Regions from separate parts of the Mus musculus genome. Here all the other regions are linked to region 2. Evidence: chromatin contacts called from public Hi-C data. All regions are on one chromosome and are shown on one strand. The core of a region is the stretch at or near the end of the contact, and the rest is flanking DNA. Distances in the headings are between cores, read along the strand shown.

Region 1 (6,620 bases), core at 152-2,651, 200 kb after region 2:
ATGACAAAATTTGGTTACATCATTGATTTCACATGTTCTTTGTGATATAAAATAAGCTCCACTCACTGAAGTATTTTTAAAAATCTAACATCATTAGAAAGTGTGTATATTCTACTTCTCCTGTGAGGCCCGATCTCACAGCTATCTCAAGGATTTCACACTCACAGTAATATTAGGCCCCTTCTCAGGGTGCTTCAGGTTGGCAGGCCACTGACTGAGTGTGGGAGCCACACAGGAATAGCCATTAGGCTGGGAAAGTGACAGAATTCTCCCAGCTATAACAGCAAAGACCCAGTTGACTGTCCTAAAGTTAGCTTCATAGTCTTGCCCCTCCTCTCCTAGTTCATTTTTTTTTTTAATAGTGGGTCTTAGTGGCAGCTGTCCTGATCTGGGGTTGCCTGCTTGCTCTAGCCAGAGGCTGACGCTATGCAAAGTAAAATATGGCAAGCATGCTGCAATGAGAGCTTCCCTGGTTTCCCTAGGCAACAGCCAGGCATCGGTAATCTTCAAAACTCTCAGTAGCTCTTACCCTGAGCCTACAGGGATACAGACTCACAACCATAAGTAGACTACTTTAATTATTTAGTTATAATCCTAGTAGTCTGGGACACAGAGTAATATCTAAATTCATATACTCTCGTTCTATCTCTGATTTCATTTAATCCAAATAGCCTATCCAATAGAGAATGTTATTTTACATATGAGAAGCCTGAAGCCCAAAAGAGTTGTCCGTGTTAACCAAAAGTCACATGGATTAGCATTGCTGACTTCAAAACCTGTAATATTTTCATTGTGGCCTCTTGGATCTGTTGGTCCAACATTGAAATGACTTTTCAAATCTTTTAAATATATATATATATATATATATATATATATATATATTTCTTGAACAGATTAATGATTTACTATCATTACAACAAAGGGTATTTTCCTATTCTAATACCTAAAATATTGTTTAAAATTGGAAATCAGTGTGTATAAGAATTTCTATTTTCTAAATAGAGCCAAAATCAAATGGGGGGATGTTTTCATCCATTCTTTGTAGTATGGGTCAGGGTTAGCTGTTTCTAGGTTCTTTACCTCTTATTCAATTAAATGAAATAGAGGCTCATGGTGGTTGCAAAGTAGCATGGGAACTATTCAATGCAAATTTAAAGAACTGGTCAGAGTGCACTTCAAGATAGCAGCAACTATAGAGCAAAATTACTCAAAGAGCCCAATTATTGTCTGGGGCTTCATTCTAGAAGATTCAAGAGAAGGAAGAGCTTGATACTGAAGGGCTCAGCGGGAGCGTCTCTTTGTTGATTAATAGGTCAGGTCATGTTACTATTTTTCTGCTGTGAATGCCCCTTACCATCTGGCTTTAATCATATGCATATCCAATAATGAATAGAAATCAGATACTAAGTAGGGATGGAGTTCATCTGAGGACACAGCTTGCTTTACTTCTCATGCACACTAACCAGTCCAGATCAGACATCTCAGTGTCAGACCAGGGTGTGTGTGTGTGTGTGTTTGTGTGTATGTGTGTGTGTGTGTATGTGTGTGCATGTGAGTGTGTGTGTAAAATTGTGCTTGTTGGATCATATTATTATGTTAAGATGTAGGAAAATAATGAGCCTTAGGACTACAAACCAATGAAAAGAGGGGCCTGACTTCTCAGGCAGCCCCCATTCCAGTGATACTCAGGAAGCCATGGTGGGGAAAGAAGGAACCATAATGTTAGGAAACTGAAGTCTAGTCCTGGAAGGATGCTGTCATAAGTAATTTGTTGATTAAAAAGGTATCATTCAAATAACTTCCATTTGAACAGGTATTCAGAATTAGAAGTCAGTGACAGAAACCCCGGGGAGCCAGTGTACCCCTTTCAGCCCACAGTAACTACAGAAAAAAGACAAAAGTCATTCCCCAGACAAATATATGGTGCTCTTAAAGAAGACCCATCTGGAAAGCATGGATGCAATAAACATTAACAGAAATAATGCAAGAGAATTCTTCTAAGAAAGAGTCTTGAATGTATCTGTTGAAATGGTGTGTGTTCTGAAGAAAGTAGGCCCAGATCTGTCAAGGCAAAGGCAAATCTAATTAAAGTAACTAGGCTTTACAACCATAACAAAAAGCCTGTGGTCATCAGGAAAAAAAAAAGCTCATTATTGAAGGCTAAAGAAACTGTATGTTTCCCTGGCTCAATTTACTTCCAGGAGACAATGGAAACCTTTCTAACCGAGTGCACATCAAGGACTTTATCTTTGGGCAACTTACCCTTCAAGTAGAAAGGCCAGAGGAAAACATAGCTTTTAATGCAAGTGCTCAGAGGGTGTCATTCCCATGAGCATTTCTTAAATCTACTTGAAGGAACCTTCATTCAACCACAAAATCACTGGGAAAGCACAGCAAAGGGCTGACAGCAAGGACAGAGAGCACTTGGCTACCATCTGTGTCTAAAGTAAATGTGAACATCAGATGTAAGGTGGAATGTAAATGCTTGCTCATCTCTGGGATGAAGTGGAAGAGAGCAGGAAAAGCAGGGAGGCAAGGATCAAGGTCCTGTACTCTGGGTCGTGTCCTCAGCTTCGTTTGTTATGTTGTCACAGTCTGGATGACCACCATCACTCACAAACATCTCATTTGTATTTTTAGTAGAATATTCTTTATATATGCATGGCTGAAGTCTCCTCATTACTGAATGCAGACTGTATTTCTAGTCAGAAAATAATTTACATAAATGGGGTTGTGTCCTTCTCAGGACTTCACCCTTAGAGTCTATGAAGCTTTTGAGGAGGCACTCATAGCTAACTGTAACATCTAGAATCTTGCTGAGATGTGGTATTTCTCTACTAGGCAGTCATTGTTCCATTTATTTTTCCTAGCTACTGATAAATAGTATGTGGTGATTTGAATAGGAATGTCCCCCATAGACTCATGTGTTAGAGTCTTGACCCATAAGAAGTAGTACTACTAGGAGGTGTGCCCTAGTTGGAGTGGGTGTGGCCTAGTTGGAGTAGCTGTGGCTTTTTGGAGAAAGTGTGTCACTGTTTGGGGGCGGGCTTTGAGGTCTCAAAGGCTCAAGTCACTTTCACATCTGCTACTTGAAGATCAAGATGTGGAGCTCTTAGCTCCTTTTTCAGCACCTGTCAGCAATTCATGTTGTCATGCTTCTTGCCATGATGATAATGGACTGAACCTCTGAACCTGTAAGCCAGCCTCCTTTATAAGAGTTACCTTGCTCATAGTGTCTCTTCAAAGCAGTAAAATCATAACTATGACATAGTATATGGAGGAAATATAGTAAAGGTATTAAAAGAATGTTTTCCTGTTATTTTTGTTTTGTTTTGTTTTTGCATTCTGAGGCTCAGACCTAAGGCCTCACACATTTGACAAGTACCCTAACCTGAGACCCACCAAGATTTAAAGTTATCCAAGTGACCAGTTCTTTGTCAAAACATGTCTCTTAAGGTTGTCAAGTAAAATCATGAGTGTCTGTATGCAATAGTACAAATGTAAATGTTAAGGAAAAGAACACAGTTAATCAAAATAGAATAGAAGAGATTGGCAAGAAGACAAAGGAAATACACTGTGAAAAGAAAGAAACCCAGGAGTAACATACAAAACATAAACAGAAACATATATATGACTTTCTACAAATTAATATTGCATTTAAAAATAAAACAAAAGCTAAACCAATAAACTACACAACCTAAGATTCATAAAATTGTATTAAGAAAATACCTAAGGTAGTATTAACTGTCAAATCTGCATGTAAAAAAGAAAGCCTCCTTTTCCTATTAAAGGAAATGTATTTCATAGTGAACCTGAGCAGCATTTATCTTTGTGTTCTATGTAAGAATGAAATGTCAAATGGACTGACTAAGAAAGATGGAAAGATTTAATGTGGACACATGTACACCAGGAAAGTGCAGGCCCAAATCTCAAACCAAGGATTAGAACTGCAACAGATTTAACTTTAAGCAAGATGATATGAGTGACAGACTAGGGAGGAGGGAAGATGGGAGAGTGGGAGGAGGGAGAGACACGAGGTCATAATCCTAGCATTGGACAATATAAAATCAGGTCAAAGAACACGCAGCAATTCAGCACAAAAAAATGTACCCTTGGCAGTCAGGGTGCAAGCACAGCAGTGTTTGAAGTTTGTAAGCTCTGAGAGGATACAAATGAAAGGTCCCATGGTTGGGAAACCTCGCCACTCTCAGCCTGTGACAGATCAGGCAAATAAAACCAAGTACAGGAAAGAGCTACCAATGTAAGTAGCAATAATGTGCTAATATTGATATTTAATCACGAGGTCGTAACACTACTAGGTGGATCTTTTGGATATATTCAAAATCAGTACTCTCAAATAGCCTTGGTAGAGAATCACAAATTAAGGCATATTAGATAAATGCAAAAAAGTAGAAATAAAATTTTCATTTTCTAACAGAGCATAGTAAAGACCAAATTCATAGAAAAATCAGTTCAAAGGCCTTTCCAGCTTAGAAACCAAAATTAGCAGAGCATAGAACACAATACTAAAAGACAACATTTACAAACACACCTTGATTTATTTGTTTGTTTACTACTTCATGTGACCAGGTCTTGCTCCTCAGCTTGGTTTGGCCTCAAACTTCTGCTCCTGCCCCAGTCTCCCAAGTGCTAGATGACAGGAGGCAGCAGGACCCCAGGCATGGGGATGTTCTAAATGAGAGGTCATTTATCTTAACATGAATGAGTCAATAAGTAACAAAGACACTTAGCCATGGTTAAGAGCAAGACAAAGAAAATCAAATTATGATAAGGTAGAAGGAAAAAACTATACAAGGAAAAATGCATGAGCTAGAAAACAGACGTCGCGGCACAGATGGAAAGGAAGCTAAGACTCTTCCGCTGGACGGCCAACCAGTGGGCAAGCAAGGGAAAGAAGACCTCCTTACAGAATCAGTTCTCTACATTTTCCTGCACACTCTGTTACTAGTTCTAATATATGACACATTTCTAGACCGTTTGTTATGTCAATACTTTCCAGTGTATTTGCCTCATTTGAAGGAAATAGTCTCAGGCTCCTTATATTAAAGAGTTTCATTAGTCGCCATCACAGAATGTCAAGTGCGATTGTTCATTGTGCTCGTGTTCTGGTTTTAAACACAACGTGTGGGTTCCGCACAGCGTAACCTCTTGAACTGCAGCAAAACCAGCTCTGCTCCCATCTTCAGCAGGAGAGGATGGCCAGTTAGACACAGTAGGAATGTCCGTAATTCAAAACACTAAAATCTAAAACGCTCCAGCATCTGAAACTTTTTGAGAACTAATCTGATGCTAACAGGAAATTCTTTCTGTTGGCCCACTGTACATACACTTCATTCACAATATAGCACACACATGGCTTTCACAATATAGCACACACATTACCTTCAGGTTATGTGTATTAGGCATATAAAATGGCAGACAAGTCATGGCCCCTCTACAGCATGTCTTTAAGAAGCAGGAAATATACTGTTCCTTTGGGGGGCAGTGATGGAATCAAATAAATTTCTTGTCCTATTCTCCAGAGTTGAGGTTATTTGAAGACTTGGCTGTAAGGAAGGGAGGAGGCACAGCCAGCAGCAGCTACTATGATGCTGACTAACTCAGACCAAAGCTTTCAGATGCTGTTAGTTTCAACTTGGTGGCTGATTTCTCAGCACGGAACTATTCTGTTTTGGCATTTGCAAGGAGATTAAATATAAATGAGAAGGAGATTGATCTGAAGCGTGCTTCTTTAGAATACTGTTTTGCTCTACAATATAGGAAACACAAGCAGAACAATTACCTTTCCTCAGCCGTGTGTTTAGGGTCAGCCCACCTAAACATCTACGATCCCGGTTCTCGCTTTTGGACCCTTTCAAATACAGAATGCATATCTTCATTTGCCCCTCCCCAATAAGAACGTAAATAGAAAAAGAGCTTGCAAGCCCAGCTGCTCGTTCGTATAACAGTAGCTTCTGTGGTAAGGTGAAGTACACAGATGAGCTTCATCATGGGAGTTGTGGAGAAATATGTATTCAGTACCCACCACGGGGGCTCCCAGGCAAGCCTCCATGGCCTGTACCATACCCAAAAGTATAGTCGATCGTTTCCCTGTGAAGAAAAGTTTTTTTGTTTTCTCTTCAAACTCCACCAGGCAGGAGATACAACCCCCTCCCCCCTCCTCTTCCCACTGTACTTCAGAGGAGGCAGACAGGAGCCCTGCTTTTCTTGATCGAGCTAAAAATAACTCATTTGTAAGGTGTGTTACCATTACCTCCTTCAAGAAGCAGGGAAAATAAAATCACCCTTGCTGTTGGTGAGGGTGAGAAGACAGTCGGGCCGGCAGGTGTGGAGCAGCAGCTTTGCCCTCCCCAAAGGGCACTAATTTTTTTCTGATGGAATAGCTGGAGTGACAGGAGCAGTTTTTGCCTCTCACTAGCTGGCGACTGAACGACACACAAGCTGTGATTCCTGCCCCATCCCCCTCAGAAGTAGGAAAGCACAGGAAAAGCCAAGATACTGGTGAGAAAACCTATTCTAACTGGTAAACAGGAGAGGTTTCATATATTTACAGAGAAGCAATTTAAAGAGGAGAATGGGTCGGACTTACAGAGGTTGAG
Region 2 (6,392 bases), core at 3,192-5,691:
AGGTGATAGATAGAATAAGATTCAGCTTGCCTGCACAGGATTATCTAGTTTGCATTAATTGACGTGGGAAGACCCACCATAACTGTGGGCAGGACCTTTCATTTGCCTTGGATTCTAGACTGTGCAAATGGAGAAAACGGGGTGAAGCACAGGCTGATTGCTCTTTCCAGTGTGGGTGTAAACAGCCACTTCAAACTCCTGCTGCCCTGACTCCCACTGCCATAATGGACTAAACTCTGAACTGTGCTCTAAAATAAACTCATTCCCTCATAAGTTGCTTTTGTCACGCTATTTATCACAGCAACAGGAGAAGAAACTGAGAGGTAGTTGGGGCACCTGATACCTGATTTAAATTTTAACTGAAATGTTTTCACCAAAAGGGGTACATGCTGTACCCCAAAGAACTCCATCTGAAATTGGCCATACAGTAGAATAAGGGCAGTTAATTTTAGAAGGAGACATTTTCCATTTAAAAGATCTTAACTGGAACAATCACTATTACAACTTCAGCAAAGGGCCAGCAAGATGTCTCAGTAGCTGCAGGTGCTTGCTAACTTTGCTCCCCAGAACCAATGTAAAGGTGGAATGAAAGAACCAACTCCCGCAAACTTGTCACACACCAGTAATAATAATAATGATAATAGTCAAAGTAGCAAGAAATTCCAGATTAAAAAAATAATAAACCTTATAAGTTATTTCATGAAATCTTGGAGTGCTTTAGTTCCAGCGAAGTGTCTTTGTCCCATTTGCTGAAGCAAGCGGTAAACTGTGGAGAAATAACAACCCTGATGAACCATGCTTGTCTAGCAATAAGCTATGCTCTGGAAGGGGGAGGGGCCATCCAAGACTTTCATCATTGCTACACGCTGTGGTTAATCATTTAAAGGAAAAATTAGCCTCCCCCCCCCCCCAATTTTTAAGTACCATCCAGAGCTCTGGATCTTTCAGGAGTGCTGGGCCAGTGGATAAAACATATGCTGCTTTCTCTTCCTGATGGAAGTTGAGTTGCTTCTGGGCCATTTGTGAACCACCTGGTGCTCAAAGACCAATGTGGAAATCCAGCAAGCTGTTTCCATGGTGATGAGGCTTCCTCTTTCTGGCAACCACTCCTCCCCCCAGCCTCCTATCCTTTTCAACTGTCAGGAGTTTAGATTTGCTGTAAAGAGCAGGAATAATGATAACACAAGTGCAGCGTTCTCTCTCTCTCTCTCTCTCTCTCTCTCTCTCTCTCTCTCTCTCTCTCCAGGGTACTCTCCAGGTGTATCTACTATATGCCAAAAATCAGCGGGGAATCCCCTTTGCGCACAGGTGGAGATGCTCAGACATATTAGGATCTGTATTAGATCAGTGTTCTATAGTAGAACAGAGTGATAGAATGATAAAGCGAGATTCAATAGATTGGCTGACATGATCAAGGTCTAGACAAATCACTGATTGCTGCCTTCACCCTAGAGATGCAAAGAACCCAAAAGCTGTCCAGTCCACAAGGCCAGAAGCCTTAGCAGTCTCAGTATGGTGGTAAAAGCCTGGAGGACTTGTGGAGGATCTTCAGTCCACACTAGAAGGCAGAAGCGGAGTTCTAATGCCAGTTTGTGCTCAGTAATCCCCAGTTAATGTAATCAGGATGGTGTGGTGGTTCTCATCGTCGATGCTAGGGTCATAGGATCTACTTGGAGAAATTGTGAGAATTATAAGTCACGCTTGAAGCATTCTGGGGGGGGGGAGGTGTTTAGTAAATGCTACTTGGGTGCCTGGAGAACCTGGGATATATATATGGTACTAGGAAGTGACATAGCAGAATGCTGGCTCCTGTGTCACCTGTGGCGTGAGTCCCAACGCCTTGCTTATCACATGGTTTTTATTGCCGTTAATGACATGCCAACCCAGGTAGTATAAAGGAAGGGTCTCACCTGGACTTACGGTCAGCATCTGATTATTTACACTGGGACATAGGAAGCATCCCAAATTTCAGTGAAAATGCGCATATCAGCCATATGTTTAAAGTCTTATCAGTTGACTGAAGCATTTTATTATTGAAAGACTAAGCTGTTCTGAATTAATGGTGGCTGTTAAAGCTGTTAAATTGACACACCAAGACGGTTACGGTGAGCATTAAAATGGTCATCGAGTAAATGGGGAACGTGTTTGGAAGTTAACCAGCATTAACTTTGATTCTTTCCTTATATGGTGTTGAAAGGATCATTATTTATCTTTTTTTGGAGGGGGGAGGGCAATACCACGGATCCGGACCCAGGGCCTGGATCCACGGGCTTGGGAAGAGCTTTACCGCTGAGCTCTACATACGTCCAGGCTTCTGTTCACTTTTGTTTCTGCAACAGAGCCTCACCAAGCTGCTAAAGCAGGCCTGATTCTCTGAAGTCTGCTGAGCAGCTGGAATTATGGACCTGAACGATCAGACTTGACCATTATATACCTTTGAGCAAAGAAACTATGACAATTTGAATAGTAATATAAGTTGGCATGAGAGTAGATTATATTAAAATCCTACATTCATTGTTTTGGTATACTGATACATTTTAAAAATAATTTTTAGGCACTGTGTTTAATTTGAACTTCTACCTGGGTCCTGATTCTTGTAAAAAAAAAAAAATAGGAGGAGAATTTTAAAATACAGGATGTCAAAATTTCCACCTCAGACTTTATAAAGAAGAGCACCATGTACATGGTGCAGCTAGCACGAGTCCCTTTTTGATGTTGACGGGATAAAGATGTAAAGAAGAAGAAGGAGGAAAATGATCAGGGAAAAGGTGGCCTCTCCAGAATGTACCATATTGCCAACCAAACCGTAGAAAGAGATTTACACACACACACACACAAAAGCCTTAAGAAGATTATTGTTTTATAGATGACTTTTCAGAGGCTTCAGTGGGAAGTAGAAGATGGGTGAATAGATTGCTCCAGCCCTCCAGTCAGTGCTCATAAAACGGGGTGAAGGTTTCTCTTCTTTGCTTTTCTGACTGTATGGGTGTAAAGGCACAGAGTTGCTTACAGAAAGCACGCTCTGGATTTCAACCCACCACCAGTCTCCGAAGGACCCTGATCACTTCCTGTCCAGAGGCCTCGCTGATATTTCTATTTTCCTTAAGTTTCTAATTTTTTAATTAAAAAATGTTCCAAATAGTGTACTTTGATCATATTTCCCCGCCTCCAACTACTCCCAGGTAATTTCCACCATCCATGCAACTTCATGTAAATGTGTTCTCTCTTTGTCTCCAAACCACACAAGAAACAAGAACAAACCAACAACAAACAAGTGACTGAGAAACAAAAATCAAGACAAGCAGGCAAAAGACTCACAAGACGGGGAAAAAAGGCAAAGCAAAGCAAAGCAAAGCAACAGGAAAAAAAAAAAGTACACATTGAATTTGTTTTATGTTGGCCAACCATTTCCGGGGCCTGTCCTGGAGTGTGGTTCATAAGCCAAGTGAAATTCCATCGGAAAAATGGATCTATTGGAGATGACTTCCTGTTATGTGTGGGACTTCTCTGTCAACTTCTCCCCTATAGCCCTGGGACCCATACTGGCATGGACTTGTGCAGGCCGGCTGCATGCTTCACAGTCTCCGTGAGTCCGTATGTGCACCAGTCCTGTGGTGGTTGGAAGACATTGTCTCCTCGGTATTCCCCATCACCTCTGGCTTTCCTCTTCCTCTCCACCAGAGCTCCCTGAACCTGAGCAGAGAGATTTGATGAAGATGCCTGTCAGCACGTTGTCCTACTATGGATCTCTGTGTTGCTTCCCATCTACTCCCAGAAGCTTCTCCGATGTGGGTCGAGTGCATCACTGATCTATAGATATAGCAGCATGTCACCATGCTGACTGACATTTCTTAAAACTTAGAAATGAGTGAAGGGCTTCGCACACACTGAAGCAAGGGCAGCTCTGGGCCCTGATCACTTCCTGTCCAGAGGCCTCGCTGATATTTCTATTTTCCTTAAGTTTCTAATTTTTTAATTAAAAAATGTTCCAAATAGTGTACTTTGATCATATTTCCCCGCCTCCAACTACTCCCAGGTAATTTCCACCATCCATGCAACTTCATGTAAATGTGTTCTCTCTTTGTCTCCAAACCACACAAGAAACAAGAACAAACCAACAACAAACAAGTGACTGAGAAACAAAAATCAAGACAAGCAGGCAAAAGACTCACAAGACGGGGAAAAAAGGCAAAGCAAAGCATAGCAAAGCAACAGGAAAAAAAAAAGTACACATTGCATCCTTGCTTTTCCTCACGGAGAGCTTTCTTCTTGCCAGTTTTCTACAGAGTCACTGGTAATGTTCGCTGTTTTGCTCAACCCAGAGTGCTTCCCCTCATTTTCAGGGGTATGAAAAGGTCTATTAAAAAGGCTTCCTAGATCCTTTCAGTTAAAACAAAACCTGGGGAAGTGTCACTGTGCCGTTAAGTGTGGCCACTTGGTGGCGCCAAAAAGTAACCTTAACCCTTACAAAGAGCAATAGAAAGATAAACAGACACGCTTTTGATAAAGGTGTATTGCGACTGTGTACTTCTTCTTCTTTTCCCTTTTTATTTAAAATGAAGATGGTCAGTAGTCCAAGGAGTGAGTGTAAACTGGAAAAGTCTCTCAGTTCTTTTATCCTTGACCTATTTAAACTCAACTGCCATGGCTTTCAAGTATGTTCCTTGGGGAACTAGACTGAAAAGTGATGTCTGATGTTTACAGAGCCCTGGATACATGCATCACACGGTTTAGCATATAAATATTTCTATTGTTCATTTTTTTGTGAGTTTTCATTTTTCAAATCCTTACCACACTGTAGTTAGAACAGTATCCGTCACTGTCAATTTACATGGAGAAGCTGACTCGAGAGTGATAGAGCCGGGATTTGAACCCACCATCAGTCTCCAAAGGCAGAGATTTCATCTCTGCACTTGGTTTGTGTCCAAATGATTCTTTATAGGAAGGAAGTTTACTTCCATGACATTTGTACGTATGGTGTGTGTGCATGTACATTTGTGCATGCAGATAAGTATGCATGTGGTTCCGACCCAACTTGATGGCTGGTGAGTGCCTTCCTCTGTTGCTTCTCATCTTTTTTTTTTTTTTTTTTTAAGACTTCTCGCTGATCCTGTGGCTTCTTCTTTTGTTTAGATTGGCGGTCCAAGCCCCAGGGCTGCCTCTGTCTTTGCCTGACTAACATTAGGATTATACATGTGTGCTGTGGTGCCTGGCTTTTGTATAGGTTCTGAGGATCTGAACTCGGATCCTCATTATCCATTTGAGTCATCTGCCCAGCCAGCTCTTCAATAATTTTAACTCCTTGAAAAGAAAGGTTTTTAAAAGAAAAAGCCTTTTAAACATCCCCACCCCCACCCCCAATATCAGAAAGAACATTTGCTGCTGTACTTTTAACATGGGAAAAAATGACACTCACATAATTTTCCTTGTTTCAAAATTTCAAGTTGAAGCTTGTTCTTAAAGATTCACAGGCACATTTGGTCAGGGACTCCAACAGTGCCAGGCTAATGCTTTTGGAGTCTAGCAGTGCCAGATAATTCCTGCTTTAGCCTGAAGTCCCTGGGCAGCAATCTCCAGCAATATTCTCAGTTTCACGAGGCAGTTGTGTTCTTCACTTTACTGTTAGAAAAGGAACTTGACCCTTGGCCTGACCTTCCCCCTCTATTACAGCCTGAGGGACGAGTGGCTAACTCTCCAAGCTGAGCCCTATAAAAGAGGTGAGATGCCCTTTCTCAAAGTCTTAGGTGGGTAGTGATAGAGAGAGACACCCAGTACACATGCACATATCTCTACACATGAATTGCTCAACATGGCTTTAGTGTCTCTTTTTTACTTTGCTGTTCCTGTTATTTGTTGGTTACAAGGGATGTGCTAGTGGGAATCATGGGACTCTATTTTGGATGCTGCCAACCACAAGTGGAGCCTTCTTAGCTAGTTAACAAATTTGTGCTATTATCACTGAGGCATGCACAGAGAGTCCTGAGAGGGACCTAATCAACCTGGGATCCCAGTGCTATGACAACCTCAAAGACCATGTTCCCTTTGCTGGAGAATGGTTTATAGGTCCTTTTCTCTTGACAGGAGAGTTTTGCCTCTCTGCCTAATAAGTGTCTATGCTGGAAAAGCAAGGTAAGAGCTGGATGAATGGCAGCAGGAACTGGGAGGTTGGCAGGCTTGTTGCAAGGATAAAAATAAGTTGACACCGACTTCATGCAGCTCTGTAATTTGGTTGCTGGGATTCTCTGGTCAGTGAGAGAGTAGTAACTACTGGCCAACATGTGGGGTTTGGGTTATCTGGGAATTGTAATTACTCCTTTTTGTCTTCTCTTTAAAAAGACAATGGACATCTGGCTATATAAGCAGAAAATTTAGAAGCCACAGCACCTTTTGAA
Region 3 (5,928 bases), core at 1,415-3,914, 240 kb after region 2:
CTGCTTTAATATAGACACAAAACAAACCCTGACTCCCAACACAATCCACCTTTGTTTAATCTTCAAATGTTTGAATGCCAGCTGGGCTGTATATCTTTCATAGTGTGTAGACTCATTATGTTTCTTTGTGAAGTCTTCTGCATACTTCTTCAAAGAACAATAATCAAAGGACAGAATGACTCAGCCAACATAGTGACTCATGCATTCATTATACTTCCTTCCTGTTTCTAGTATTATGCTTGCAGCTATATATACATAGAGAGAGGGTGTGGTTATCCATTTGTACAAGCGGTTACATACCTATCCTTCTAACAGGTTATCTTCCTTCCGTAACTATGCACAAGCATCCTAACATATTGAGCACCAGCCCACAGGTCTATTGTCCTTACGCTTAGATTGACCTCTGTGCTGGGTTGCTGGCTCGCTTGGTTTTTCATAGACATTTTAGATACTTTCACAGACTCAGCCATTACAGATTATGCTTGCATGTATCCTGTGCACATCAAAAAGTTATTTCAGACTTGAGAGCTACCAAGCTAATCTAAAGAGAGATGTAAAAGAACACATTAAATGAAATTATAATCAACATTTATGAAAGGAAGCTTTCAAAAGAGACAATAGAAGAACAGCATTCATTCAGGCTGTGTGAAAGCCACGGCAATTAACTTTTAGAAATTCAGTCAATTTCTATTAAAAGGTCAAGAAAAACATTGCAGTCATGCTTAAATTATTAATTTCATATCTAAAACATTTGTGTAATATTCAGTTTGTAAAGAATTAGCATAGAGCTCAAGATGAACAAGTTATGGACTTAATCACTAGCAATGCTAGGGTTTTATAGGCACCAAAAGGCTTTTGAAATATGAATGTATTGAGGAAACTGATTGGAGAATTCAGAATTGGCTATTTCAAACACAGTATCAGTGAAATTCTAGTCATTAAGATGATTTAGGTGGCAATCTCAGTGTGTTTTTGGACCCCCAACAGAAAGCCGTCATCTGAGAATGGCTGTTGGTGTCTTTGCTGAGTATTGGACCATCTTTCTGTTTCTTAGCTTCTTGTCTGAGGGTGTCACTGACTGGCAGTGATTGACTGATAACATGGGTAAAGAGAACAGAGCATCTAGTTAGTATCTCATAAGTATTATTTCAGCATAGAACAGAAAAATAAGACTGCCATGAAGATTGGGTCTGCTTAGACAAATATGCAAATCTTGCTTATCACAGTGATTAAAGGAACTGAAGGTTGAAAAACATTTCAACATCTTGAAAAAAAAAATCACAAACTCAGTGGTTCTCAGTCGGAGTGGCTTTGATTCACTTCCACAGAGGACATTCTACAGCCTATAGAAACCTTCAATAATTAGTTTTATGTACATGTATATTTGTATATATATGGATGGGGGTTCTTCTGTGTGCAACTGCACATGTGTGGGTGCACTCATGTTGGAGTGGAGGCCAGAAGTCAACCTCAGTGCTCCCTAGGGTCTCCCCATTTTATTTTTGAGACTGAGCCATTCTGGGACCTAGAATTCACAGATACGGTGTGGCTGGATGGCTAGCAGGCCTGGAGGTTTACCTGTCTCTGCTTCCCCACTGCTAGAGAAGAACTCCATTTTCTTTCTGGATCCCATTTTGAGTCTGTGGCCAAGTTAAGTTTCTGTTTACTATAAAACTTGAGTTTTTCTCAGAACTGGGCTGTGTCCTACCCCAGTAACCAGAGACTGAATGTACCTAAACTCCCCTAACCCCAGAACTGTCTGTTCTCAGAAACGTTCTATACCCATTGTTCAATGACCCATGTCTTTTACTGCCTGGTCTCATTTCTATAACCGTGTTTGTGTGCAACCCCCCACTTAGGGGTTTAACCTATAAAACAAGCTTGAGAAATTGGTTGGGCCTGATCTCATGAACTTTAGGGATTATAAGTGTACTAGTGTCCTTTTTGATTGTCGGAATGTGTGTGTGTGTGTGTGTGTGTGTGTGTGTGTGTGTATGTGTAGGAGGTCTATTTATATCTATTGGGAAGAAACCAGAGATGAGGATGAATAGCTGAATAGCCTATTGAGAATGATGCCCCCACAGCAAGGAATCACCTCGCCTAAAATGTCAATAATTTTGAGATCGAGAAACTCTGGGTGGAAGAAGGAATTTAAAAACCTTGTCTCACTTCTTAAAAACAAAAACAACAGCACAAAAACCAATTTGATTTTTTTTTAGTTGGCATATAGGCCATATGAAAATATCAGTGGAGCTTATAAAAATGTGTTTCATTTGCTTGCTGGTCCCTGAGATGTAGGACCCTAGGCAACAAAAGAATATGATTGTATGTTGTCAAATTTGTTTCACTTGTTTAGTGGTCCCTAACTTGTAAAACCCATATCCCGGGAAAATGTGTGTGTGTGTGTGTGTGTGTGTGTGTGTGTGTTATCATTCCTGTGAGTGAAAGGCTCTTCCCTTGTGCTATGGTTTGCAGACTAACTAGGTAAAAACAAATGACAAACCATAATAATAAAACATCAAAATTGCCTGCATATCACAAAGGACCAAATAGAATTTGGCCATTATGTAGTTAATGTGATTAACAGGGATAACAAGCAAGATGCTTCAGGGCCCCAGTGGAACATTTGTCCTGAATTATCTGGGCTGACTGTCCACTCTTATTATGGAAGTTGAAAGAGAGCCAACTATCTCCATGCTACATAGCCATGAGCTGCATGGTGCATCAGTGTAAGAAGGAAAGATAATTACTAAGGATGTTTTTGTTCCTAACTCAGAATACAGCTTCAAACAAGGAAAATAAAAAGACACCATGGCAGAACACTCTGTCACTTCAGGGGTGTGTAAAGGGTGAAGTCCCGAAACCCTGGCAGATAATTTCCTCCTGTGCAATTTCAGTACAATTCCTCCTTAACAATTAGGTAGGATGAAGCTAGTGCGGTGCTGTGGGAGCAATGATTTTTGCTGCTGCCACTTGACAGCCAGTACAGCTTTTTTACATGAATAGGGTGGGGGAGTTTCTACTAATGCCTTCACTTCGAGGATTTATTGGCATTCACTGACGTTAATTTACAACTTCACTGTGGGAAGGACAAATGGAATCCTTTGTAGGCTTGGCAGATAGTTGTGAATAATTTTGGTGATTAATCACATGGTTGGTATATTCCTTATAACATATTTTGTATGTTTTTAAAAGGGGGAAATCCTTAAAAATATCTTTGTTAAAACACGGTTGTAGAGGAAACTTTAATACACATATAAATTTAGTTTTGAGATATGTATGTACTTATTACTAGGAAGTTTTTATAATTAACTGAAATATTAAAATTAAGAATTTGACACAATGTCCTTAGCAAATTACAAGGTGGATTGTACCCTCTTTTATTTATTTATGCCTTATTTAATAATATCAATTCATAGTAATATCACTACAGGTAAAATATGCTCCCATGGTTGCACTTTAGGGGAAGAAAACAGCTAAATGTACATATAACTTCTGTTTCAAGCTCATAGCATTGACAGATAAAACAGAAAATTGAGATAATTAAAATTACAACCAGATCCACAAACTCAGAGGAGCATCTTTACCATCCAGAAACAAACACATCAAATGGGGTTAGAACATTTTGACTTCTGGGTCTCTAATTCCACAGGCAACTGTGGGGCCTGGGAGCTGTACTTCTGCCAGATAAAATGGACCAGAGTTTGCTATAAACATAAGTAGGTACACTGAAATGTATATACACATTTACATTTAGACAGATGATATTTATATAGTAAGTATATAAATGGGGATTAGAAGGAGACTCTGGCTTTATGAAGCCACAGACACAGACGTTTTTGTCTGGTAGCAGACCCACACTATAAGAAAGAAATTATTCAAGAGGAATGAAACTGATCCAGATGGAAGTTGGGTCTCAAAAATGAAGGAGTTCTTTAGAGTGGAGTGATCTAGGGCAATGTTGGACAAAGACATTGGTTCACTTAGGATCATTCTCCCAGAAGATAATGGGGCATGAGAAACTAAAAGTCATGTCAACTTACTGTGTGGCTTAGGCCCTCCATAACAATAGGGTGGGAAAGGGTAGCTGACATGGAGTAATATCAGGAGATTGGCTGTGAAGAACTCAGGACATATGTGTTGCACCTCCGGTGTCCTATGCCTCTTTTCATTTTTAAGACTATGAGAACCTGAAAACTCTCACTAGCTCCCAGGCTATGCAAAAATAGGATATTGGCAGACTTAAAAGAAGAATCAACAATAAGCTACAATATTGATTAAATAACATGAATCTAGTTACTGATATATAAATATATAAAGTATGTTTATTTATATATATTTATATATTTGTGTAAAAATTATATAGAAATAGAAAATTAAGATAAAATTGCACCCAGACCTGCAAACTTAGAGAAGCATCTTTACCACCCAGAGTCAAGGATATAATATGTATTATATATGTTATATGTAACATATAGTATATTTATAAATATATATTTTAAACATATTTTATATATTTAATAAAGGATGAGAGCAGTTTATCCTTACACCTAGATAAAGAAAAGTTGTTGTGATAAGACCAAACTGCAAATCAAAATTGCTTGTTAATCTTGTTCAAAACCCATAACAAATTGCTAACAAATTGAATTAGAAAGCTATGATGATGATACCATAAGGCCAAGTGGGCTTTTAAGGCCTCAGATGTGAGGTTAGTGTAGTATTGTAATCAATCACTGTCAGCTTATTGACAAAATGGAAGAAAGCATGCTGTCTCAGATTCTCAAAAGCACTTGACAAAATTCAACACCCATTTAAGATAAGTTTTTCTTGTCAGCTGGGAACAAAAGGAAAGTTCTCTGGTTTAATAATTACTATGAAAAACTTACAACTAACATTATACTTCATAATGAAAAACTCAATGGTTTTCTGTACTGTTGGGATTAAGACTCACTCTTACCAGCTATCTTTGATATTCTAATCCCAGTAACTTTATTATGTTGCAGAAAATCTTAATGAATGTATGAAAACGAAACCCAGAAACAAACGCGAACAATCATAGATGTGTCGTAGAAATTGACTGAAGCCGTATGTACAAACAATAAGCAAAATTCTGTATTCTCAAAGTGTGAATTTTTGAGACAGATTGGCAGGTAGCCCAGGATAGCTCAGGATAGCCTTGAGCTCCTTCTTGTTCCTTCTGCCTCTACTGTCTGAGATCTCAGAGGGCAAGCATGGGACACCCCACCTAGTATACACAGTGCTGGGAAATGAGCTGTGCTTACATGCCTGCAAACACCCTTCTAGCTGACATATAGCTCCATTCCTACAGTATTGCTTCAATAGCATCCAACTATGAAATTATTGGAAACAAATTTAACAAATGTGTGATTCAGGCAACAAAATGTTGCGGAGAAAATACTGATCAGACGCAGATTAACTGAGATACATGCAGTGGTTGTAGATCAAATGACTCCATATTTAGGTTAAGATGCCAGTTGTCCCCAACTGATGCCTTTGTTTAATATTATCTTAATAAGAATTTATAGCAGGCCTTTAGAAAGGAATCATAGAAACTGGCAGGTGATTTTGAAATTTGCACAGAAAAGCAAAAAGCCTAGATTATCTAAGCTAATTTTTAAAATGAGGAACAAAGATGTAATTAAGACAATGTAATACTGTCAGAAGGATAGGCAATTGAAATCAGTAGCGTGAAGTACAGTGATAAAGAAGGGACCATACATATGTAGTCAGTTAATTTTCTATAAAAGTGTTGAGACAACTCAGAAGGGAAAATAGTTTTTCAACCATTGATGCCATTACAACTGGATATTCATATGGAAGTAAATTATTCACCATATGCAAAATTGCTTTAAATGTATTGTTGAGTTAAACATTAAAAAACAAAACAAGCAAATAAAGAAACAAACA
Region 4 (6,288 bases), core at 1,846-4,345, 160 kb after region 2:
TGGTTTTCTGGTGATTAACTTCTTGAGTTCTTTATATAGTTTGGATATCAGCCCTCTATCGGATGTGGGGTTAGTGAAGATTTTTTTCCCAATCTGTAGGTTGCTGATTTGTCTTACTGACTATGTCCTTTGCCTTACAGAAGCTTTCCAGTTTCATGAGATCATTCCATTTATCAATTCTAGAAAAGTCCTGGGATCCCAGAGCTGACCTCATCCCTCCTCTGTACGTGTTTGAGTGCGTTGAGTTAGAGTTTGCCCTGAAATGGCCATCTGGAAAAGATGATCCCTTTGCTTCTGACATTTCCTGTCCAATTAAACTGCACAGAGATTTCAAGTGTCCTTCACATACCACTGTAGCCATGAAGCTGGCATGAACAGCATGGGACTGAGTTGGATTCACAAACTGCACAATTTCTTGGATGAGATGAAGAAGATAAGGATAGTTTACAGGAACTCACTGCAGAGCAGAAATGCTTTGTGGAGCACATTCTTTGTACAAAGCCATTGCCATGCAGGCAATCAGCTCTAATTAGAGGATTCTGGATCGTCCTGAACATCCTGGGGCCCACAATGATCTGCATCACCGTACCTATGAATGTCTCATAAGGCCTTTATTAAGTACAGTCCACCCAGCATCCCCTGCCCTGCTCTGTAACTGAGAAGATGCTGAAGTGGCAGAGTCTCCACTGTGCATTGTGGCTGAAACTCCAGACCCCTTTGAGAAGCATATTAAAAGAATCTTACAACATAGTGCTGCCAACCCAGCATTTCTCAAATCATCTGAAAAGGATCTGGTTCCCCCTCCTGAGGAGTAATCTTCAGCTTATCAGCAGAGCCACCAGGTGTTCTGAGAACAGTACATTCTCAAGCAGGACCTGGCTAAGGAGGAGATTCAGCAGACGGTCAAATTATTATGTGACCAAAAGAGGAAACAGCTAGATCTCAATTACTGTAGAGAGGAGAAGAAAAGTCTCCGGGAAATGGCAGAGCACATAGCTGACAAATATGAGGAAGCCAAAGAAAAACAAGAAGATATCACAAGATGATATGATCAGCAAGAAGATATGAACAGGACGGAAAAAGTGCTTCACTGTTTTCATACTCAGCTCTGACAGTGAGAGAGACATGAAGAAAGAGTTAGAGCTGACAGCTGATCAACCTCAATATCTAGGCAATGCCATCGAACAGGTTACTATGAAAAAAGATTATCTGCTGGGAGCCGGCTCCTAGCAGAAAGCAGCTCTCATCTCTGCAGCCATCTCAGGTTATTTATTACATCTCAGGTTATTTATTACATCTCAGGTTATTTATTACATCTCAGGTTATTTATTACAGGTTGGTACTTTTCCATCCTGACGAGAGACTTGTTTTCCTAGCATGATGTTTTTGCAAGCAGCCCACCACAACTGAACACACTCTGATAACATGCCGTTTTTCTCAGACACATCCTGGACTTACGGTTTAGTACTGCAAGGTACTTGTTGTTAAGTGTCTCCAGCTGCACTCCCCAGCTTGTGCTTATATACTGATAATTGCCTTTTAATAAACAAGACTTGATCAGACAGACTGTCTTGTCTCCATTCTTCGAGTCTCTTGCCCCTCCATCTCCCCTCTCTCCCTTTCAGATCCTGTTGACTGACCAGCGGGTTGGGTCAGTTATCAGCAGTGAAAGATGGAAAAAGTGCTGAGTCCCCAGAAACCCACCATTACTCTCAGTGCCTACCAGCAAAAGTGCATTCAGTCTATCCTAAAAGAAGAGGGTGAACACATAAGGCAAATGGTGAAGCTAATCAATGAAATCATGCCAACTTCTGACACCACCTGAACACAACTGAAGGCTTACAAACCCATGCTTTAAAAAACACAGGTAGAACTATCTAATTTATGAAGAAAAATGACTATATTGCCAAATATGACCTACAGATTCACTACATCCACTAAGAAAACTTCTACTTTCACAGAATTATGAGAGTTAAGCCTTGAATTCATATGAAAATCTGAAATACCTTGAATAGTCAAATCAATTTTTAGCAGAAAATGCAATACCAAAGGTTTGGCAATAAATAACATCAAGTTACATTACAGAGTTATAATAACAAAACAGCCAGGTAGTCGCACAAAAATAAATGTGTAGACCAAAGGATAGAAAAGAACCCAGAAATTAACCTATATAGCTATGGCCACCTGATTTTTGACACCAGTACATGTAAAAATATCCATTAATGAAATGACAGCCTCTTTAATAAATTGAGCTGAGAATAGTTGCTGTTTCGACACTTGGGCTACTCTCCCAGGGAGAGTAAGACACGAATGGCCAGGCCCAGCCGCAGCCAAAGCCAGACACAAAGAGAGGGGCCAGCACCAGCTCCTTGTCATCTTTGACCTCCAACCAGCAGCCCAAGAAAGAAGGCAACACCCCCAAGAAGAAGGAGAGTAAAGTCAGCATGAGCAGAAATTCGAAGCTCCTCTCTCCCAGCACCAAGAGGATCCAGAAGGAGCTGGCAGGCATCACTTTAGACTCTCCGCCAAACTGCAGCACTGGCCTCAAGGTGATAACATCTATGAGTGGAGATCAAGCACTCTGGGTCCTCCAGGGTTTGTGTATGAAGGTGGAGGATTCTTCCTTGACATTACTTTTACACCAGAGTATCCTTTCAAGCCTCCAAAGGTTACATCTCGTACAAGAATTTATCACTGTAATATTAATAGCCAAGGAGTTATTTGCTTGGACATATTGAGAGACAACTGGAGCCCAGCACTAACCATCTTGAAAGTCCTCCTTTCTATCTGCTCACTCCTTACAGACTGCAATCCTGCTGACCCTTTGGTGGGAAGTATTGACACTCAGTATATGACCAACAGAGCAGAACACGACAGAATGGCTAGACGGCAGACCAAGAGATATGCTACATAAACTGGGTTTTTTCAGTTCTTACATAATTTGTCTGTCACAGAAGAGAGCTGTTTATGAGTTTTGAAAGTATGGGAGTGGGAGTTGGTAAAGAGTAGGGTATTTCTATAACAGATATTATTCAGTCTTACTTTTCAGGATTGTTGTAACTTACAGTATCAAGGGAGTGTGGGAAGCCGTTGCAGAGTGGCAGTTACAGAGTGGCAGTTACAGAGTGGCAGTTGCAGAGTGGCAGTTGGCTACTGCTGGTCACCACACATACATAGGCAGTAAAGGTTCTTTTGCCAAGATGAGGTTTTGAGAATTGACCAAAGTTAACCAATCAGATGAGAGACAAGTTAACCAATCAGATGAGAGACAAGTTAACTAATCAGATGAGAGAGAACGCCTCTCCTAGGCCTATATAGGCTACAGTAGACAAACTGGTAATAGTGACTTTTAGAGCTGAAACTTTGAACTTTTAGAGCTGACTTTTAGTACACCAGGAAAGAATGCCTGTGTAGACACTTGTGCTCCATTGATTGTAGTCTAATATACTTTCAAAATCAGCTTAAATTTGTATAGGTTACACACATGGTCATTTATGTAAAGTCCAATTTTTTGGTTCAAAAAAATTGGAATTTGTTTTTTCCTTCTTAGAAGGAAACAATGGTATTTTAAAAGTTTGCAAAGATGAGTTTGTTACCTCATATATGTAAAATGGATACCTGGCTACAAGACACCATGTAGTTAATGTATTTTATTTTATATGCAAATTACTCTGAGGGTTGAATCAGGATTTGTGGAAACCTGTAGTGAAATACCTTAAGCTGTTGCAAAGATGAGTCTACTGTAAGTGTGGAACAGGAACTGTTCAGTTGATTGGTTAATTTAGATTTCTTATGTCTGTATTTGTTACTGTGCTAATAAACAATATTAAGAACAAAATAAATAAATAAATTGAGCTGAGGAAACTGGATTTCTGTATGTAGAAGAGTGAAAGTAGACTTGTATTTCTCATCCTGCAGAAATATCTATCCAAAATGGATCAAGTATTTCAATGTAAGATGTTGGGGGTTGGTTTGGTGCTGCTTGTATCCATATGCTAAATTCTGTACCCCGAGATCTGGTTGCCACAAAAGGCTCATGTATATCAGCCTTTGTTGTACAAAACCTTACTCCCCAATTAAAGCAATATTGGTTAAATAAAACTGGCAACAGCCAATCACTTGGGAGGAATAGAAAGAGGTGAAGTTGGAGTTACCAGGCTGGGGGGGTCTCACTCAAGTAGAGATAAAAAGGAGGAGAAAGGAGAAAAAGGAGAGAGAGAAAGCAAAGGAGCACAGAGGAAGTAAAGACAGAACAGGGGGCCTCCATTAGCCATGATGGACCAGCAGCATGTACCCCTAGTGAAATGCCTCCCCAGGACACCAGACTGCTGGAACAGAAATAACCCAGTTAGATTCAAACTGCGACTATTTGGTGAGCATAGTTGAGGAAATAGCCAGTCTAGTCTTAGAGTAATCCCCTAGTAATTGTGTAGAGCCTAATAAGTGATAGTTTGAGTCTCATTCATTTGAACTAGATGGAAATAAGCATAACTCATATTAATTTACAGTAAGATATAAAAGCTTGAAACAGAGGAAGCATAGCAAAAACATTTCATTATATAGTTATAGGCATTTTTTTCTCAAAAACATTCTAATTGCTCAAGAAATAATTCCCAAAACTGACAAATGGGAATACATGAAATTAAAATCCTTCTGCAAAGTAAAGAAGAAGAAAACAACAACAACAACTGCAAAATAACACCCCCCCCCCCACACACAACTAAAAAACAAAAAAACAACCCAGCGGTATGAAAAGAACCTACAGCATGGGCAAAAATACCTTCCTAAAATACACATCAGACAGGTGATTTATGTGTAGTTATATAAAGAACTATAAAAATTAAATGCAAAAAAGCCAAACCATGCAATTTAAAAATAGGCCAGCAAATTGGATACATAGTTCTCAAAAACAAGAGAAACAAATTGCTGAGAATACTTGAAAAAGTGTTCAGCATCCTTAGCCATCAAGGAGGTGCAAATTTCAACTGCTTTGAGATAGATTCCAACTTGCTTGTCAGAATGGCTGTCATCAAGAAAACACAGGACAGTGAATTTAGTGAGGATGCCAAAGAGGAAAAATTGTTTACTGAGGTGGGAATAGAGACATGTATAGCTGCTGTAGAAATCAGCATGGTGGTTCCTCAAAGAACTAAACATAGAACTGCTGTATGTTTAGCTCTGCCACTCGGGTACATATCTAAAGGAATCTACGTCAACATACTACAGAAATATTTGCACCTGTTTAGAGACTTAGCATTCACAACAGCCATGATATAAAACCTGTGTACATATCCATCAACAGATGAATATAGGAAATCTGGTATGTATACATAATGGAATTTTATGAAGTCATACAGAAAAATGAAATCGTGACATTTGTAGGAAAATGGGTGTAACTTGAAGTCACTATGTTGAATAGAATAAGCCAAACTTAGACAAATGCATGCTTTATTGTGGATACTATATTTATATGTGGAGATATATATATATATATATATATATATATATATATATATATATACCTACATACACACACACACACACACATATATATATATTTGTCACAAAACTAGGAAGGGCATGATGGGAAGGAAGAGTTCTTAAGCAAGCTGGGAAGAGAAATGAGAAATAGAGATAACAATGAATGTTAGTATAAGAAAGGAGACTTGGAGGCTAATTAGGAAAAGGGACAGAACCAGCTAGAGAGATGTCCTGTATGTGCCACCTGCAAGAGCCTTCCTATTCCCTCAGTCTGAGGCATTGTCGTCTTTTAACATAGCCATGCTAACGCCAATAATGCATATTTACTCAGGAAATTATATGTTCCCCATAGTCTTGACTGGGTTACAAGGGATAATGAAAGTCTGGGATGGGGTGGAATGGTTCTGATGGAGCAGTACCAGCAGTTTTGAAACTCAGTGTGTTGCATACAACTAAACAAGGAGGGGAGAAGTCTTAAGCTACATTCCTTCAGGAGGAAGAAGCTGTGGTCGATTCTTTCTGCACACACTCTCACCAATTAGATCACCGGAAGACCATGTCATTTACCCGAGCCTTACCCAGCCACCTATGCCTAACCCAGGGAAGGCCATGCCATTCCCCTAAGTCTGAGGTATTGTGGTCTTCAACATGGCCATGCTAATGTCAATACATTTATGCAAGACTTCATCTGCTCCCTACAGTCCTGATTATTTTTTTGGGGGGGGGTCAACTTGACACAATCTAGAGTAAATGGAGAAGAAACCTCAATTAAGAAAATGTACCCATAATGTTGGCAAGCCTGTAGAG

What was found. A called contact is a pair of places that touch in the nucleus more often than the background predicts.
Region 1: a contact with region 2 is called in a Hi-C map of cortical neurons, with 2.3 times the contacts expected there. The contact joins two enhancer-like sites. A contact is called at or near these places in 3 of 15 datasets of contacts at CTCF or cohesin (the NIH/3T3 cell line, embryonic stem cells and stem cell-derived epiblast-like cells) and 12 of 484 Hi-C or Micro-C datasets (the AML12 cell line, adipose-derived mesenchymal stem cells, cerebral cortex and 4 more).
Region 3: a Hi-C map of the N1E-115 cell line shows a contact between it and region 2, with 6 times the contacts expected there. The contact joins two enhancer-like sites. A contact is called at or near these places in 4 of 484 Hi-C or Micro-C datasets (the N1E-115 cell line, nephron progenitors and uterus) and 1 of 115 datasets of contacts at active chromatin or transcription factors (extraembryonic endoderm stem cells).
Region 4: a contact with region 2 is called in a Hi-C map of the N1E-115 cell line, with 4 times the contacts expected there. The contact joins the promoter of 4930401C15Rik here to the enhancer-like site in region 2. A contact is called at or near these places in 3 of 484 Hi-C or Micro-C datasets (the N1E-115 cell line, adipose-derived mesenchymal stem cells and induced pluripotent stem cells).

The regions. Positions count from the first base shown.
Region 1 is chr10:25,876,545-25,883,164 of GRCm38.p6, forward strand. No RefSeq gene overlaps it. Among named protein-coding and RNA genes, the nearest start is that of 4930401C15Rik, 42 kb to the left of the region's middle. Within about 2 kb of position 1,402, at least 8 of the 459 cell types and tissues checked have an H3K27ac peak or open chromatin away from gene starts, as enhancers often do. A contact at or near this core is called in cortical neurons, where this site is marked.
Region 2 is chr10:25,677,005-25,683,396 of GRCm38.p6, forward strand. No RefSeq gene overlaps it. Among named protein-coding and RNA genes, the nearest start is that of Gm36543, 34 kb to the right of the region's middle. Within about 2 kb of position 4,442, at least 7 of the 459 cell types and tissues checked have an H3K27ac peak or open chromatin away from gene starts, as enhancers often do. A contact at or near this core is called in the N1E-115 cell line and cortical neurons, where this site is marked.
Region 3 is chr10:25,918,122-25,924,049 of GRCm38.p6, forward strand. No RefSeq gene overlaps it. Among named protein-coding and RNA genes, the nearest start is that of 4930401C15Rik, 84 kb to the left of the region's middle. Within about 2 kb of position 2,665, at least 14 of the 459 cell types and tissues checked have an H3K27ac peak or open chromatin away from gene starts, as enhancers often do. A contact at or near this core is called in the N1E-115 cell line, where this site is marked.
Region 4 is chr10:25,834,342-25,840,629 of GRCm38.p6, forward strand. 4930401C15Rik (RIKEN cDNA 4930401C15 gene) reads right to left here and starts at 3,096. Exons shown (of 5, transcript NR_045349.1): 1 at 3,066-3,096. It also overlaps the pseudogene Gm19801 and the pseudogene Gm6906.